Regions from separate parts of the Sus scrofa genome. Here region 2 is linked to region 1. Evidence: chromatin contacts called from public HiChIP or PLAC-seq data. All regions are on one chromosome and are shown on one strand. Each heading gives the region's core, a stretch centred on a gene start, on an enhancer-like site or on the middle of the called end of the contact. The rest is flanking DNA. Distances are from core to core; before and after follow the strand shown. Region 1 overlaps PPP3CA (protein phosphatase 3 catalytic subunit alpha). Region 2 has its middle 79 kb from the start of DDIT4L.

Evidence for each region. HiChIP or PLAC-seq counts read pairs in DNA pulled down with a chosen protein or histone mark.
Region 2: an H3K27ac HiChIP or PLAC-seq map of alveolar macrophages shows a contact between it and region 1. The contact joins two enhancer-like sites. A contact is called at or near these places in 1 of 47 Hi-C or Micro-C datasets (embryonic fibroblasts) and 1 of 2 datasets of contacts at active chromatin or transcription factors (alveolar macrophages).

What each region holds. Positions count from the first base shown.
Region 1 is chr8:119,726,486-119,732,460 of Sscrofa11.1, forward strand. The region is part of intron 10 of PPP3CA (protein phosphatase 3 catalytic subunit alpha); the gene reads left to right. Among named protein-coding and RNA genes, the nearest start is that of PPP3CA, 300 kb to the left of the region's middle. Within about 2 kb of position 2,751, at least 1 of the 83 cell types and tissues checked has an H3K27ac peak or open chromatin away from gene starts, as enhancers often do. A contact at or near this core is called in alveolar macrophages, where this site is marked.
Region 2 is chr8:120,447,734-120,453,708 of Sscrofa11.1, forward strand. No RefSeq gene overlaps it. Among named protein-coding and RNA genes, the nearest start is that of DDIT4L, 79 kb to the left of the region's middle. Within about 2 kb of position 3,543, at least 1 of the 83 cell types and tissues checked has an H3K27ac peak or open chromatin away from gene starts, as enhancers often do. A contact at or near this core is called in alveolar macrophages, where this site is marked.

The DNA of each region.
Region 1 (5,975 bases), core at 1,501-4,000:
CCTTCATTGAGCTGAGAGTCTAGTGCAACAAGAAACCAGTTTTAAAAGTGCTGGTCCCACTGAGGATATAGAGGGTTGGAGAAGGGAGCGTGATGTGGTATAAAATGTTTGATAACTGAAAGAGGAAAATATTTGATAACTGATAGGAGACATTTCCTTGTCCTCTTTTGCTTACGACAAAGAAAGGAAAAACACTTTATGTTATTTTATTGCTTTAAGACATATGGCCATATGAGAAATTTATATTATTTTTCCAGAAAATTATATGCAAAGATGGATTTCATTTTACCAGGTTTGTGTTGTCTTACCTTTTTAAAATAACTAAGTTTGCATGATATAATTGGAGAAAGGAAAGGAAGATATATATAAAAGGAAAGATTAATCAATATTTTGTAAAAGGCTTTATAGTTTCTTGTCAGGCTTTGTTAATTACCTTCCAGTTTATTGTTGGGTTTTTTTCCATTACTTAATATTTCAGTGTGTAATTTAGAGGCTATATATCATTTTTGTCACTATAAATGTATCCTTTGTACTCTGAACTCTTTATAGTACAGGGAACTGCTTTTTTTTTTTTTCTCTTAGTTATGCTATAAAAAAGGAAACAGTTATATCCAGTATATTGTTAAAACTGAAACGTCTAAAAATCAATAAGCATTTTCTAGGTACTAGGGTATAAATCCCTGTCATATTTATGGGTGTTGATATTTTGGGGCCTTGGCTATCAAACCAAGTGCCTGGTTAGCTATCGTATTGTAATCAGTATCTTCAAGTCATTACAGTAATTAAAATCTTTTTAAGTTGCCAATTAAAATGATATAGTACACAGACATTGAAAGTAATGCTTTCTCTTGTACTACATGATTTTATACAAATGAGTTTATTAGCTGGCATCATTTTCACATTGCACACAAATGCAGACTTAGCAAAACAAACTAAATGTTTAAAAAAAAAAAAAAAAAGCCGTATCCCTGTTATAACTAATTGGTTGGATAATGTCCACCATTGGCTAGAATATTATACTCACAGCAAAATAATACTTTAGAATTTTATACTGCATTTCCATAAATATATGTATCATACACATATACAATGCTCACAGTTTTAAAAATCATTGATTTTTGTGGCATTTGAACTTTCCTTCAACTAATGGTGACATTGGCCAGCTTACATTAATCATTAGCTATTGCATATTAAGCATACACTTTAATTAAATGTATTTATAAAATTTATTTGAGAAGGAAGTCCATGTTGCCTAATAAAAAGGGAAATAAGCATGGGCTCTATAAACCTTAATGTATTCTTTCTTTTTTTTTTTTTTTTTTAATTTCTTGGGCCGCTTCTGCGGCATATGGAGGTTCCCAGGCTAGGGGTCGAATCGGAGCTGTAGCCACCGGCCTACGCCAGAGCCACAGCAACGCAGGATCCGAGCCGCATCTGCAACCTACACCACAGCTCATGGCAACGCCGGATCCTTAACCCACTGAGCAAGGGCAGGGACCGAACCCCCAACCTCATGGTTCCTAGTCGGATTCATTAACCACTGCGCCATGACGGGAACTCCCTTAATGTATTCTTTATTTGAAAGATGTTGAAGTAGAGAGCTCTCTTTCCTCAACAAAGGCAAAGATTTTGTGAACATGTATGTCTCCGTATTTTAGAAAGACGTCATTTCTCACAAACAAGGTTGAGGTAATTGGCACATGAAAGGCATTTTTCACAGAACTATAGTGGGTAATGTCAGCTTGTTGAAAATTCATGCCATAAGAAGATGTTATGTTTCTCTTGTGTTTTGGGCAAAGCTTGTAAGATCCCCTTTCTACTAAGGCATTTTATAGGTTCAACTTCTTCATCTGAAGGTTGTACTTATATGAGAATAATTAATAATTAATTCAACAACTGCGCAGTTGTTGTGGCGAGTCCAAAGTTTGTAAAACATTCTCTTTATAGTTGTTGGATCTCAGAGGGCATGTTTAAAGGCTATCTGAAAAAGTTTAATAAATACTTAGAAAATCTTAAGTTTAAAACTATTTTTCTAGTCTATTTTCACGTCCCTAAAAATCCATTTTATCCCTTCATCTTTACTCTTAGCTCACGAGAAGCTATGACACTTTCTCCCAGTTTCTCTCAGAACTCCAAAGAAAGAAGTTTTGATTCTGTTTGGTCAGCTTCTCTTTATAGAGAGGTCTTTTTTGTCTCAAAGTGAAGCATCAGCATCCTGGCTTCTCCTTGCCTACCCTAGGGAACTTGGCCATCATTTTGGGGTCCACCCTTTAGCCTGGTTGGCACAAAACATGACTAAGGCCCCAACTTAGGCAGCTTGAGATTAATGATAATCACACAATCAACCTTTTATTGTACAATGAGAAATGTAACTGTTAGAAGAACTGGAATATTCACTTCTGCACAAGCATTTCTTTCTTCTGAATATAAAGAGCAAACATTTTTGAGTAGCGTGTACTGCAGTTCTGTGCTCAGTGCTTTCACAGGTAGCATAGTACCTGACACTTGTGTTTGTTGCACGTTGGGAGGGAATGAACACATTACGTAGGTAATTCTTTTACCCACCTGGGAAGTAAATTGTCATCCTGCTAAATGTAATGAATCCTGGCTTGGGTTCCCTGCTTCACAGCTGATGATTTGAGGTCAACAACTTCCCATTTGAAATAACGCAAATAAAGCACTTAGAGCCTTCCTCATTTTTTAGAGGAGGAAGGTGAGACTTACACAAGCTTAGTAATTTGCCCAACGTAGCGCAGCCCAAAAATGACAGTACCACAACTCAAACCAAGGTCTTTTACTCCAGAGCACGAGTTCTTCACTGCTGTACTGTTCTGCCTTTCACATGCCAGTTCATTTGTCTTAAAAGATGTGCACAAGCCAGGTATTTTATGACCTGAGGTCTTGCTGTAGGGCCAGAATACTAAAAGGCCACCGGCCCCTGGACCTTCTTCCCTAGACATTTCAGATGTTTGCCCGGGCTTCTCTTTTCTTACGCCTCTGTGGCTGACCAGTTCAGTTTTGATTGGCACATCCCTTTCCTCTGATAAGATAATAGTATATTTCAGTGATGTTAAAGACTCACAACCTGGGAACCATTCTGCCTCTTTAAATTGTCTCTTGGGCCTGTGCACTGATCATTGGCTAGAATCTAATGCTCTAACCCCTTTCTCTTTTTTGGGCAAACACTGCACTGTACCCACCTCCACTCCCATCCTGACAAAACAGCCTGCCTTGTTCTTGAATAGCATCAGAAGTGGCTTTGTTCAGCTCAGCTCAATACATGCCAGCACCTTGACCATCCTCTGCTGTCAGATGACGGAATTGCAATACTTGCAGCCTGCTTTTACACTGTGCTGTCAAATGGTACTCAGTTAGCTTTTCACCTTGGGTGTAACACTTGGGACAAACATAGTATTTTATTCTGTTGGTTTATTTTTTCCTTCAATGTCTGTAATTTCAGAGATGACATTTAAATGTCATTCTAGTATTTGATGTTTATAAATCCATAAGGGTCCAGAATTAAATTCTAGTCTAAATGCATTCTTCCAGCATTTAATATGTAAGCACAATTAGTTCCTTAATAAATACCTTTTTCTTTTTCTTTCTTTTTTTCTTTTTTTGGTCTTTTCCAGGGCTGTACTCGTGGCATATGGAGGTTCCCAGGCTAGGAGCTTATTCAGAGCTGTTGCTGCTGGCCTACGCCAGAGCCATAGCAGCACCAGATCTGAGCTGCATCTGCCACCTGCACCACAGCTCACAGCAACGCTGGACGGATTCTTAACCCACTGAGCAAGGCCAGGGATCGAACCCACAACCTCATGTTCCTAGTCGGATTCGTTAACCACTGAGCCACGGCGGGAACTCCAATAAATACCTTTTTCAACTGTTATATCCTCAAAAAATCCAGAATAATCCTTGACAGAGTAAACATCCAGGCATTATGATTATTTCTCCTGTAGACAATACATCTATATTATTAGCTTGACATTTGTTATTTCATTTTACTTTTATTTTCAGGGGTCAGTTTATAAAATTGATAAACTGACCCCTGAAAATTTCTGTCTTGATAAAGAGTACAATCCAAATGGAATTTCACATGCTATTAGTTTTTACTCTGGTAAATATAAATAAACTGTCATGTCCTCTGCAAGGCATAGGCTGAATATGTGATCATTTCTTGAAAAATCAACCAAGTTTCCTAATCTCGTTTAAAGTTTTAAAATTTTACGTAAGTTATAGTTATGCTTGTAGACAATTTCTGCAACACTTCCAAGGAATCATCAAACAGATGGAACACGATGTCTCAGAGAACAAAAGTCCGTGGAATCAAATTAATGCTTGCAAACGAAAGTAACTTTTAACTACTTAGTAAGATAACCAAATAATGACAGTTATTTGACATTTGAGGGTAGTCTGTACATTTTTAAGACTTTCTATCCAAAGAATCCAGTTAGGTTTTATGACAGGAGAAGTGGGAAGAAACCGTCTAGGCTATACTGGCCTTTTGAAAAATCCATTACACAGGAGAGACTTTTATTTAAAAATACGCATATTTCCAAGGATCTTCTGTTGCTTTTGAAATGACATATAAGACAGAATAGCCTTATGCCAAATATCACACCATTGTAGGCTCTCTCTGACATGCTGAGATTTTAGCGGAGCTGAAAAACATGTGGAAGAACTCCATGTGGTTTGGAGTGATTTGGAATGTGTAGCCATTATGTCCCAATTTTATCGCCTATGGATATGTAGTGTGATATTTTCAGGATCAAAATTAGAAAGGCATTCCAAATATTTTAGGTTGTAATTCTCAAAAAGACGAGTTTTTACAGAGATTTTTCGACTTTCTTATCCTAAAGGTGTTTTCCTCGGCCTCACAGAGTAACCTCCATCTGCATACACGCAGCTCTGTGGTGAAGGCCAGCACGTCCCATCTCTTTGGACTGGATTTAACCAGCCCTGACCTTAAATGGATCGGCACCATAGGATTCTCAAGTCAGGGCTAGTCAAGGAGATCTTCCAGCAACCGTCAACTCTAGAAACTGAGTCACCTCATTCTTGATACAGCAGCTGTCTTCATTCAGCAATATTTGCACCACTGCAGTTACCCAGAGAGGTTTCAGAAGGAGTAAGCGAATCTGTTTTCAGATCCTCAGCTTCCATGTGTCCTCATTCCTAGAGAGGATCAGTCTGGGAGTCACCTGAGCTGGGGGCGGCAGGCTCACTGCAGCCTCTCCTTTCCCACCTCCTCTGTCCCGCATTTCTCGCACTCTTCTCTCGCATTTTAGCAGAAAAGCCGAAGTCTCCCTAGGTATGGTCACTGTGAACATTGCCTGAGGTACTGAGCAAAGAGGCACTGGAAAAACTCAGGGTCTAAGGAGTCTCCTTAGTCAATTCAGTGTGACTGTCCTCCCATCCTTATCATTAAGGGATACATTCCAGTCAAATTTATTTCTATGGTATTAAAATATTCATAAACATTTATCATATCTTTGTGCTGTATAGCTCAATTAGGCACTACTGATTATGATCTTCATTACCAGAGATTTTTTTTAAGACTTAGGGCCTTACTGTCTCAGGAAATTTTTAAAAATACATTTAATTTAAATTTCTAACATATTTTTGACAGCAAGGTATAATGTGGTGATACAAGTATTTTAAAGTATTAATATATAACTCACTAAAGTAGGATCAGGGAAATTGAAATGGAAACGCAGTTTCAAAGAAAAAAGGACTAATGTGAGATTTCTAAATATCTGAATGTCTTATTCATGGATATTTTCCTTAAATGGATAATGGTGATATGCATTTGCTATGGTATTTATATGCCATTGGTGTAAAAAAAAAAAAAAAAAAAAAAAGATTAGCCATTTCATTTTAAAATGGCAATGTTTACAACATAATTCTTTACAATTACTTAAACTTGGAGGTGAAAATAGTGTCCTTTGGAGGATATTCTTTTGTGGATGCATGAG
Region 2 (5,975 bases), core at 2,293-4,792, 720 kb after region 1:
TTTTTTCCCACTAATTTTGATGGGGAAGCATCTCCTCAGCTATAGGACTCCACTTGAAGCTGAAAAATGTCCGGTGCCATTTTCTTCCTTCAGACAATTTTGTCAGCTTCCCAAACCTCTAAATACTAGCCTGAAAACATGTTGCTTACTTAAAGAAATGAAATCCATTAGACTTGACGTCTTCCGTGCAGACCCACACAGCAGCCTTGCAAGTGTGTGGCTGACACAAGGCTTCCCTTTAGCCCTGGTTATTGTTACTTTAATGGAAAAGTTCTTTGAAGTGGATCAAAATACGATTTGTCAGCAGAAGGATGATAAAACCCTAAACTGGAAAAATATCAAAAAGCAAGACCTGAAATTGACTTCCTCACATGTAACATTTGTGTTTGATTTTCACTTCAGGGCAGGAAGCTGATGGCAATTACTTGTCGGGTCTTGTGTGCTCTCATCAGCCCCTTCCCTTCCGACCTGAGCAGCATCACCTGAGCAGGCAGCTGCTCCCTCAAGGAAGGATGCCAGCGCTCCCAAGAGCTTGTCAGGGAAGCCAGCCTGAAGACGTGGCCCTGATGCACAGCCTCCTCCCCTGGACCACACAGGAAGTAAGTCGCAACTCCCCTATCTTTCTCTGAGCCCTTCTACACATCAAACACCTCCTGCTGCTGTTCCTATTTTATGGGCAAAGTTCAATTGTCTACACAGTCTGCCTGATTAAGCACAAAACGAGAATAATCAGAGGGCTTGATATCTGCACCACGGTGCTTTATAGAACATTTTTTTAATGTTTTTTCTTTATTTTTATTTTTATTTTCTTTTATTTTATTTTGGCCACAGAGTGCGTAAGCTTGATGTGGAATCTCAATTCTGAGACCAGCGATCGAACCCAGGCCTCAGTGGTGAAAGCACCGAGTCCTAACCACTAGACCACCAGGGAAACACCCTAAGAGCGTTTTTGCAGGCATTGTTATCACTGTTATCATTACAGTGGATTCCATTTTATTCAGCAGTTGCTCTACTCCAGATGTCATGGTAAATGATTTATATGTGAAATTTCACTTACGGATTTGTTATCCACAATGACCTGCGTGATATAGGCATGAGTATTATTATCCCATCTCTTTTATGTGGAAATTCAGGTTCAAAGAGGTTTTGGGAACTGCCCAAAGTCACAGAATCAGCACATTGCAAATTATCACAATCTCTTTCATTTCCTTGCCATTTACCCATTTATTTAAAACTTCGTTTACAATATTGAGTTCCTGCAATGCTCCAAATACATGGTAGGTGCCAAGGCTACAGAGATGAACACTGTGCACCTGGTTTTGTTTGAGAACCACAGCCTGGTTCATTAGATTCCTTAAGAAATAATTAGCGTGTTTAATGAATATCAGGCCCCCTAGAAAGAGCAATGAATAAGACAGTCCTTCCCTGCAAAAAGCTAAGTAAAGTGGTTCTTAAATCTTACTGTGCATAGAAATACCTAGGGAGCTCGTTTAAAATACAGAATCCTGGATCCAATCCCCAAAGCCAAGAAAGCACATTTTTAACTGGGGCCCCGGGTGATTTGCATGCAGGTTTCCTGCAGACCACAGGCATAGAAGCCCAGTTCTGGCGAAAGGAAGAGGCCATCTGAAGAGAGTGGGAAAAATGGGGAGAAGTCCCAGCGTGCTGAGGGCTGGCCTAGCACAGAGCAGGGCTCCTGGCCCAGCTGGGAAGAAGGTAAAACCAACGGAGCACTTAAGGCTGCAGCAAAAACCCAGCTTGTCAGTTCAAGCTCTGATCCCATTTACTGGCAGAATGAGTCCTAAGGAACAATGGTTTTCCTCTTCTGGAGACTGACTCACATAGAAAAGGGATTGTGGAATTAGGCTCGATTAAGTCCAGGTAGCAACTCCCCCATAAACTTCTCCCACGAAGTTGACCGGAGACAATTCACTTAAATTCTGTGATCTGTAGTTTCTTTATCTGTTAAATGAAGATAATGATATTTTTTAAGAAGATTGTTTTTAGAAATAAAGCAGACAGAATAAGTGCTGTCTTACTACTAATATTGTATATTACTAATATTATTTCCTTAAAAATTGAACTATTTTTCCCTAAAGAAAAAGCTTTTGAAAACAGCTTTTCCCCCATTTTTGCTTATAGTAGACAATGTAAGAATGGTAAGACTAGACTTATAATTCAAAACCATGAGAAGACCCCACAAAGGACTAGAGTGGTTTTCCTGGGTTGGATAGCCAAATATGTGCAGGGGATGCGACAGTACAAGTTAGGGTCTTCACTGGCAACAGTGCAGAGCACACAGCATGGATATACACCACAATCACAATCAGTGAACAAGGATATTCATCAGTGAGTTAAATATAATATGATATGTCCATGGAGAATGAAGGCAAATACTGAGCAGCTGTTAAAATGGGAGGAAGGTCTATAGCTCTAACATGGAAGAATATTAAGGACATAATAAGATTTTTAGAATGTTTCAGAAAAGTAGTTAAAATTTAATCCCATTTGTGTAAAGGAAAAAGGTTGGATTTGTTGATCAGAACAGCTAACTTCTCACTAAAATGCTTATTCCCTTCTTCCTGACACGCAAGGAGACCACTTCTCCAGCCAATGGTATTGAGCTCTTTGCAACAGGAGCTGTTCAAAAGGAAGGAATATGCATTATACCCTTTAGTTAACACCACAGCCCTAGGAGTAGATACTCTTGTTATCTGTGTGTTATACATAAAGAACTGAGGCACAGAGATGTTAAGTAAGTTTCCCAAGGTCACACAGGTGGTAAATGGTGTGCTGAGGTCATAGAGTTCTAGCCAATGAAATGTGAATGGAGGTGCAATGCTCTACTCACAAGTAAGCCCATAAAAAACCTCCCCGCTGCTCTCCTCCATGACCTCATCCAGCTGCCCAGGGTAAAGACCACTGTTCTGCAAATTTGGAATACATCTCTTAAAGGTCGGAGAACCTCCATCTTCTTGAGTGCCTCAGTGACTGTTCACAGCCCAATCATGTTAACTATGCAAGACATACATCTCTGTAATTCAGAGCTATTAAATATTTGGGGTCTATGTGTTACATGTGTTAACCCACGCTAACTAACATGTGTAAATATTACCATGGGCTAAATGTAAACTGTTCTGGAGTGAATGTTTGTACTCCCCCCCAAAAAAAAATCATAGCTTGAAATTTTTTTTTTTTTTTGTCTTTTTAGGGCCACACCTGCAACCTATGGACGTTTCCAGGCTAGGGGTCACATCAGAGCTGTATCTGCTGGCCAAGCTAAAGCCACAGCAACAGCAGCACCAGATCAGATCTGAGCTGGTTCTGCAAAAGGCACCACAGCTCGTGGCAATGCCAGATCCTTAACCCATTGAGCAGGGCCAGGGATCAAACGTGCATCCTCGTGGATACTAATTGGGTTCGTTACCACTCTTCATATATTGAAGTCTTAATCCCCATGTGATAATATTAGGAAGTGGGGCATTGGGGAGGTGATTAGGTCATGAGGGTGGAGCCCTCATGAATGAGATTAGTGTCCTTGTAAGACAGGAAACCAAAGCTTGCTTCCTCTCTGCTCTTCACACTGCAAGGATGCAATGAGAAGACAGCCGTCTGCAAACCAGGGAGCAGGCCCTCACCAGACACCAAATCTTCTGATGCCTTGATCTTGGACTTCCCAGCCTCCAGAACTGTGAGTAATAAATGTTCGTTATTTAAGTCATCTCATCTGTGGTAATTTGTCATAGCAGCCTGAACAGATGAGGACATAGACTAAATGAATTTTTTGGTCAGTGGTGTTCATTGCCGTAATTCCAAGATCGAGAATAGTGCCTGATAATTAGAAGGCAATCAGGAGTTCCCATTGAAGCTCAGCGGGTTTAGGACTCAACTAGTATCCGTGAGGATGTGCATTCAATCCCTGGCCTTGCTCAGTGGGTTAAGGATCTGGTGTTGCCACAAGCTACGGTATAGGTCACAGATACAGCTTGGATCTGGTGTTGCTGTGGCTGTAGTGTTGGCTGGCAGCTGCAGCTCCTATTCAGCCGCTAGCCTGGAAGGTTACATATGCTGTGGGTGTGACCCTAAAAAGAAAAAAAAAAAAAAAAAAAAAAAAAAGCATTCAGTAAATACTTCCTGAATGTATATGTTTTTTAAAGATTTTTATTTTTCCTATTATAGTTGATTTACAATATTCTGTCAACTTCTGCTGTACAGCGAAGTGACCCAGTCATACCTGTATATATTCATTATTTTTCTCACATTATCCTCCATCTATTCCATCACAAGTGACTAGCTATAGTTCCCTGAGCTATACAGCAAGATCTCATTGTTTATTCACTCCAAATGCAGTAGTTTGCATCTATTAACCCCAAACTCCCAGTCCATCCCACTCCCTGCCTCTCCCCCTTGGCAACCACAAGTCTGTTCTCCAAGTCTGTGGTTTGTTTCTTTTCTGTAGCTAGGATCATTTGTTCCATATGAACATATATATATGGTATACATAGGTGTTACTTTTTGAGGGCAGAACTCTGGGGAGTAAGATAGAGAGAATGGGGTGGTGGAGGAGACTTCTTTTTTTCTCCACACACTTCTATAAAGCCTAATTTTACAAACCAGCATATATTATGATTATTTAAAAAAACCTTAAAGAACAGGTTAAAGACGATGGATGTGTGCCCCAACCCTTAAGGAATGCTGTCACAACGGGCAGAGGCCCCGCTTTTAGGAGACCAGTACACTGCTAGCTGGATAACTGGTCTGACCCACTCAGCAGTTCTTAGGCTCTGGAACTGAACTATTGTGACAGTCACTTTTTGTCAGATTCCATCTAGATGGCATACTGCAGAAGTGTCTGTCACTCCAGATCTGCCTCTGTGTAGTTAGATTGGAAATGAAATCTCAGTATCTCCATGGGAAGGCATGATCTAAAAGTGAAACTGTACGTGCCTATTAGGCGAAGCTTAGGGTCAGAGGAGAGGTCATCAAGACATTTTATTTGTTCATATTTCTATGGTCACATCTACTGAGCATCAAGATAGCTGTTTGAAAACTGAAAAATCCCATGTGATTTTCTGCATGGTGCCAAGAATCCTATTAGATTTATGTAATTCTCTGGATTGGTAAATATTTTGGTAGAGACCCAAGTGATAATAATATTTGTTCCACGGAACTAAGAAATTGATTAATTTTCATAACTATTGCACATAAACAAGTGCTAGAATATGAACCCAAAGATTAAATATCTACCACTTGCAAATCATATGACCTTTGGGTAGGAGTTGCCTGAAACCTCTGTTTAGCCTAAAAGAAGCCTTAAACCCCCCTCTTAGTCTTCTTTGCATCTGCAAAGATCTCATGACAGTGATTAAATAAGAAGAAAAATCCTTGAAAAAAATTTTAAATGTATAAAATATATTGTTAAAGAGTCCTCAGTCTGATTGAAAATTAAAAACACTGGTGTTCCCACTGTGGTGCAGTAGGCTAAGAATCCAGCTGCAGTGGCTCAGGTTGCCGCAGAGGTGCAGGTTCAATCCCAGGCCCAGTACAGTGGGTTAAAGGATCTGGCATTGCCACCACTGTGGCATGGATTGCAGCTGCACTGGGATTCAGTCCCTGGCCTGGGAACATCCATATGCCACAGATGCAGCCATAAAATTAATAATAATAATAATAATAATTTAAAAAAAAAAAGAAAGAGGAGTTCCCATCGTGGCTCAGTGGTTAACGAATCCGACTAGGAACCATGAGGTTATGGGTTCGATCCCTGGCCTTGCTCAGTGGGTTAAGGATCTGGTGTTGCCGTGAGCTGTGGCGTAGGTTGCAGACGCGGCTCGGATCCCACGTCGCTGTGGCTCTGGCGTAGGCCGGCGGCTACAGCTCCGATTCGACCCCTAGCCTGGGAACCTCCATGTGCCGCAGGAGCAGCCCTAGGAAATGGCAAAAAGACAAAAAAAATAAATAAAAAAAAAAGAGAA